Regions from separate parts of the Mus musculus genome. Here region 1 is linked to region 2. The links are chromatin contacts, called in public HiChIP or PLAC-seq maps. All regions are on one chromosome and are shown on one strand. The core of a region is the stretch at or near the end of the contact, and the rest is flanking DNA. Distances in the headings are between cores, read along the strand shown. Region 1 holds the start of Ubxn6 (UBX domain protein 6). Region 2 holds the start of Lonp1 (lon peptidase 1, mitochondrial).

Region 1 (3,307 bases), core at 356-2,855, 550 kb before region 2:
GTCATGTTTGAAAGTGGCATCTAATTGAGTGGCAGACAGTGACGAATCAGAAAAATTTGACAGAATGAGTCAGGGATAGATTACACCCAACTCTGAGAACAGTCAGGAAAGAGAGGACTCAAAAGGCAGCACAGAGAGAGAGAGTTGAAAGCAGTTCAGCCTGCCAGTGCAGTTCAGAGGCAGGTTGCAGCGAGAGAATGAGAAGGAACCAGAAGATTAGAAGAGACTGCCAGACTTAGTTTGAGTCCAAGCAGAGCACTTCAGTGAGAAATTGAGAGAAGCCAAATTGAATTAGTCAGCTTGGTTAATTAGATTGTACAGATGCTAGAAGCTTCCTGGGATAGTTGTTAGAACATGGATAATGCTCTGAGCTCAGCCCAAGCAGTGTGTTGTGTTCACAGAGCATGGTTGCAGCTCTCATCACTTCATCTGAGGAAATAAAAGTGACATTTACTTTTATAGATCACACACAGATCACGGACACTGGACCATCCCCTCCAACTTCTGGCCTGAGGATCCTTTGAACCTCCATGTTCCTCTCATCATTGAAACTGCCCCACTATTTGTAGCTGTACCCTGGTGTGTTTACCTCCCTTCTAGCCCTGGCTTGCAGGCCCCTCCTTCTCCTCACATTCAGCCCCAGTCGCTGGTTGTCATTTTCCTCCACATATACTTCCTGCAGACTACTCCCTGGTAGCCTGTAGCTGTCTCCAATCTCTACTTCACCCCTTCTGAGCAGCTCCAACATGCCTTACCTCCCTCTCCAGAACACAAAGTTCTCCGGAAAGAACTCCAGGAAAGTACTCCTGGAAGACCCGGAGTTGCCAAGGCCCCCACAGAGATCCCATCTTCACCTGTCACCCCAACCACTCAACAACATTCTGGGTCTGGGCCTCTCTGGTTTCCACACTCCTCCAAGATCCTTCTATAATCCTCTCTCACTCCCCAACCCCTCCCAGATTACCACACAACCTACAAAGAAGTCTTAACATCTCTCACAGACCTTCTTCCCACACCTTCTCTTAGGTCCTTCCTACCCACATTTCGCCAAGGCCACACCTTTAGGCGGCTCTTCTCTTAGCTAAATTCTGGGCATTGCCCCGTCCCTTCTCACCACCCAGAACCAAGAGTCTCTAAGCAGTGACCAACGCGCCCTGGCCACGACCGCCCACGCCTACCCTTAGCGCCCCGCCCACCCGTGCTACACCACACAACTGCCCTCCCTTCTGCCCCGCCCACCACTGCTACAACGCCCCGCCCTCATTGTAGGCTCCGCCCCTGCCTTACAATCTTCCACACCCCACCCACCAATCTACTCCTGCTAAGCATAGCCTAGAAAGACCCTGACACCCAACCGCCGGCCCTTTTTGCCCCCTGGCCCTCGCCCTCTCCGTCGCCCAACCAGCGTCACATACCCTGCGGAATCCGTAAGCTTCTGGCCGGGCCCCGCGCTCTTGAACTTGATGTCAGCCTTGATTTCCTGGAAGAACTTCTTCATGGCGGCAGCGGCCCGGCGGCTTGGGCCGCAGGGCGGAGGGCGCAGGGCCCGGGTGGATGAGGAGCAGGCGGCCAACCACCGGAAAGAAAATATCGCGGCGACGGAAGTCCCGCCTGGTTCACGTGACAATCGCCTTGCAGCACCTCGCGCGGGCGGGGCGCCATCTTCCTGTCTGCGGACGCCGTTGCCGGGGCGACAGGCTCGCCTCCCTTAAGACCGCAGCAGCCACCAGGGGAGCTTAAAGAGAGCATCCAAACAGCGAGCAGCCTAGAAGAGTACCCAGAGCTACTGGAACCAGGGTGGATGTCAGGAGTTCAAGGCCAGTCCATACTACAGAGAAAATGAGTATGAATGTACTGTGCATGAGCCTGAAATCTGCTCTGGGAGAGACAAGCTAGAAGGAGCCGACAGAGAGATTGGTACAGGCAAGGTCAAAGCAGAGACCGCAGTTGGTACAGGGCTTGCTCAACATGTGCAAAGCTGAGTTTAATCTCCTCCAACACTTCCATCTCGTGTGGTGTGTACACACAACAAAAAGTTGGATGCTCTGGACTCAGGCTTTTTAGAACACTACTGTTCATGTGAAAAACAGCCATCATCTAGATCAGAATCACTGTGACTGTGCAAGAGACCCCCAAAATCATATACTTCACTGTTAATGGTCACTCATTAGAAAGAAGGGGGGAAGTGGGTCATTGGACACAAACTTGAGATTCCAGGAGCTCTTCTGCACCCCCTGTCTGTGTGCATGTAATTCTACCCTAATGCGCATGGCATTGTGGTCTTTGGATCATGTAACTGAAGTGCCTATGGGCAAGCTTTCGTCTGTGTTGGTGTGAAATTTGTCAGAGATAAAGCAGCTTTGTGGGCTACCCAGGCTGTTAATAATTTTATTAGTTTTGCCAACCATTAGATCCAAAAATGCACAAAGCTGAAGGATGGGACACCCTGGTGATTTCAAGGAAACAAGCCCCATGGCTGGAGGAGAGCAATGGAGGCATTTGATGAGAACTGTGGAAGACAGGTTTCCAAGAGCTACAGTGAAGAGAGGAGTGGAGCACCTTAAAGAAGGCAGCCAGGATGTGGGCTGGAGAGATGGCTCAGCGGATAAGATCTTCTAGAGGTCCTGAGTTCAATTCCCAGCAACCACATGATGACTCCCAATCATCTATAATGGGATGCAGTGCCCTCTTCTGGTTTGTCTGAAGGGAGCAACAGTGTACTCACATACAAATAATTTTTTTTAAGATTTGTTTATTTATTTATTTATTTATTTATTTATTTATTTATTTATTATATGTATGTACACTGTAGCTGTCTTCAGACACTCCAGAAGAGGGCATCAGATTTTTGTTAGGGATGATTGTGAGCCACCATGTGGTTGCTGGGATTTGAACTCAGGACCTTTGGAAGAGCAGTCAGTGCTCTTAACCGTTGAGCCATCTCACCAGCCCCAACAAACCTTTTTGTTGTTGTTGTTGTTGTTTTGAGAGACAGGGTTTCTCTGGATAGCCCTGGCTGTCCTGGAACTCATTTTGTAGACCAGGCTGGCCTCGAACTCAGAAATCCACCTGCCTCTGCCTCCCGAGTGCTGGGATTAAAGGCGTGCGCCACCATGCCCGCCAACAAATAAATCTTAAAAAAAAAAAAAAAGGCAGCCAGGAAATGTTTAATAAATGTTCCAGGGCTGGTGAGATGGCTCAGTGGGTAAAGAGCACTGACTGCTCTTCCAAAGGTCCTGAGTTCAAATCCCCCGGCAACCACATGGTGGCTCACAACCATCCGTAATGAGATCTGATGCCCTCTTTT
Region 2 (3,133 bases), core at 202-2,701:
CTGGGGAGCAACTTGTAGATAGGTGATGATGCCGTGTTACCCTACAGAAGTTATCTGGCAAATGTGTGTGTCCTTCTACCAGACAGACAACGTGAGATGGGCCTTGGAAGCATGGGAGTGGAGGTAGGTGGAGGAGCTCGCTTTAACCCTCCCCACATCTGTGCTGATACACTTCCCTTCAAGGGTTGGCAGGGCAAAGAGAATGGAGGGGGCCTGCGGGTGATGTGGCTGTGACTCACTGTATGACCTTGCTAGTAGGTTAACTGATAACCACTGCTCTCTGTGAACTCAAGACATAGGGGAATAGATGGCAGATTGAAAATTCCCCTTTAAAAGTCTCTGCTTTCTGTTGATTTCATCATCCTGTTCTCCCTCCCTCTTCATGGCCAGCTAATTTGAAAGGATCAGATGGGATCAGCTTCCTGCAGTGGAATTTTCCTCCCTTAGTTAAAAGGCTGTTTGAAGTTTCTTTCTTTTTAGGGGTAAATACCAGGAAGATGTCAGGGACAGTGTCAGGGAAAAAAAAAAAATCCTGTCCCTTTTTTTTTTTTGGTAAACCACTCAGACTCCAGTAATTCCGGCCTTTCTCCTACTCCTACAATGTAATACCTAAAGCCTGTAACTTTGTATCCCCACAACTATGCCCGATACATTACGCGGGTAATTAAGGGTGTGAAAAAGGAGAATGTCTCAAGACAAAAGATACATAAGGCTGTCTCAATGAATAAACTCTACACCATTGAACAAGGCTGAGAAGGCGTTACAAAACTTTCACCAGGATGGAAGCGAAATAACTATACTCTGTTGCTAGTCGGCCTGGGATTTCTACACTCACTATCTCGGGTCCTGAAGGACCAGAAAAAGGGAAGAATTTGTGTCCAAGTGAGCCACCAAGGACTGTGGTATCCTCTTGCCTCAGAGTGGTGCGATGACAAGCAGGAGTGCGGTTCCAAAAGTTTCTTAGACGCGAGGGAGCTGAGAGACCACTCGGTCCCGCTAGCAGAGCAGGGGAGCGGGGGCTCTGGTTACCTCCACGATCTTGATAAAGCGCGGGAACACAGGGTTGCGGGTGATGGCGATGAGCGGCAGGTGAGGAAACACATCCGGGACGGTCATGGGCGCGAGCGCTGTGACGACCGGGCCTTCCCCGGTGCTCGCCGTGGCCCCGTCCTCCGCACCGCCCTCGGAGGTCTCGTCGCTGCCACCGCGGTTGCCCGAGTCCCACAGCCCCCGCCACTGGACCCCGCCGGGAAGAACGCGGCCGCCCCAGGGAGCTGACATGTCGCAGGCCCGACATCCTCGGCGCAGCCACGACCCGGACGCGCTCGGGACCCGGCCTCCGGTGACAGCCAGCAGCGGCCGCCGCAGAACCCAGCACCGCGCAGCGGCCCAGAGCCGCACGTAGCCTGTGCTCGCCGCCATGGAACAGCCATACTGACGGCGCACCGCACTTACGTCATCTCTGCTCGCCCCCCGTTTGCGCACGTGATGACGCTCGCGTGCTTCGGGCTGGAGAGGCGGAGCTTGAATAAGGTGAGTGAGTGGGCGTGGTCAGAGGGAGACTGGGTTTGGGGATGGGAGGGCGGAGTAGGGGCGTGGTTCAAGGCTCAGAGCGGGGCTTGGAGTTGGACGGCAAGGGGGCGTGGCCCGATGAAGGATGTTCTAGAGAGGACTTTGAGGATCTGGATGAAAAAGTGAGAGGTGTAGTAAGCTTGAGGAAACATGACGGAGAAAGCAGGACTGGTGTGTGGTCCGAATGGGGGGCGCTCCACCAGGCAGGGATTGGAGGAACTGGAATCAGGGATATGGCCGAAGGCGGGCTCAAAGGTCGGGGCTTGACATAGGGGCGTGGCCAGAGCGGTGACTCCAGACTGGAGCTTGTGCGGAGGGGGCGGGGGGCATCGCTCTAGGAAGGGGGCCTGGAAGAAGCGTGGCCCCTCCCAGTTCCTACAACTACTGGTTTGTCCTGTCCAAGCTGTACCTTAGTACTGCGTTCTGTTTTTCTACTGCCATCAAAAAGGTTTTACAGGGTAAATTCTGTGTTCTGAAGGCATCGGAAGAAAAGTACAGCGCACCCCTCCTTTAACTTTAGTCTTTTCAGCGTTCTTTGTTGATACACAACAACAGGTTTTACTACATCTCCCTACGCAGTTGGTGGCATCTTCACTCCACACTGGAGGAGGCGTGCTTGGAGGGCTTTTGCCTCTCGTATAGTATGCATGCTAAAGGCCGTGCGCAGGTGCGCCTGCTCAGCGTTGCCTTTGTTGTCAGTGGTCCGTGAGGCACTTACCAAAACACTGAAGCTTCCAGGACACGTCCCAAGAGACCCGTGTGCATGCTCCGGCTCCACAAAGCAGGGAGTGGATTGATGCATGCCCAAAGCTCTGCTTCCACACCCACGTGTGCTCATGCTAGTGCTGTGGTGACCTCCTTGAAGTTTGGGCATGCTTTGGATTTTGACTTATGGATCTGGGAACCTGGGTGTAATTTTCAGGTTTGAAATGTGCGAGCTCTGCTTCCATATTGCGCATGCCCACTCCTTCCAGTTTCCTCTGCGTAGACCTAACCGGGCTTTTGTCCGACACGTCCAAAAGGTCCTGCTAGTGGCCTTCTTACCTGGTGCGCGTGCCCAGACAAGAGGCGGGTAGGAGAGAAGCGGCCTAACCTCACGCATGCTCAGACACTTTCTCAAGCTTGGCGGTTGAAGAGCAGTGTTAGCTGTGGAGAACCAGGCAAGATGCTGGTGTTGATGCTAGCAGCAGCAGTGGCCACCATGGTCAGGGCTCACACACTGTGCCGGTACAACTGCCTAACTGGGTTGGATTGCTGCTGGGAGGTTTTTTTTTTTTTTAAATGATATTTCAATTTTATTTTTTTTATTTATATGAATACACTGTAGCTGTCTTCAGACGCACCAGAAGAGGCCATTAAATCCCATTACAGATGGTTGTGAGCCACCATGTGGTTGCTGGGAATTGAACTCAGGACCACTGGAAGAGCAGTCAGTGCTCTTAACCACTGAGCCATCTCTCCAGCCCTGCTGGGAGGTTTATGACAGGAGGAATGGGGCTGGTTCTTGTTGGAGCCCAGGCATACCCTCCAGCCCAATTGTAGAAATCAAATTTGGCATATC

What was found. HiChIP or PLAC-seq counts read pairs in DNA pulled down with a chosen protein or histone mark.
Region 1: a contact with region 2 is called in an H3K27ac HiChIP or PLAC-seq map of regulatory T cells, with 6 times the contacts expected there. The contact joins the promoter of Ubxn6 here to the promoter of Lonp1 in region 2. A contact is called at or near these places in 14 of 39 promoter capture datasets (the 3T3-L1 cell line, the C10 cell line, the HPC-7 cell line and 10 more), 6 of 484 Hi-C or Micro-C datasets (B cells, the Ba/F3 cell line, CD4 T cells and 3 more), 12 of 115 datasets of contacts at active chromatin or transcription factors (Th17 cells, bone marrow-derived macrophages, double positive thymocytes and 9 more) and 3 of 9 other capture datasets (adipose tissue, liver and pancreatic islet).

What each region holds. Positions count from the first base shown.
Region 1 is chr17:56,073,421-56,076,727 of GRCm38.p6, forward strand. Ubxn6 (UBX domain protein 6) reads right to left here and starts at 1,606. Exons shown (of 11, transcript NM_001379361.1): 1 at 1,416-1,606. The coding sequence starts at 1,498.
Region 2 is chr17:56,625,452-56,628,584 of GRCm38.p6, forward strand. Lonp1 (lon peptidase 1, mitochondrial) reads right to left here and starts at 1,452. Exons shown (of 18, transcript NM_028782.2): 1 at 1,030-1,452. The coding sequence starts at 1,422. It overlaps Catsperd (cation channel sperm associated auxiliary subunit delta), which reads left to right and starts at 2,692. Exons shown (of 22, transcript NM_175350.3): 1 at 2,692-2,799. The coding sequence starts at 2,738.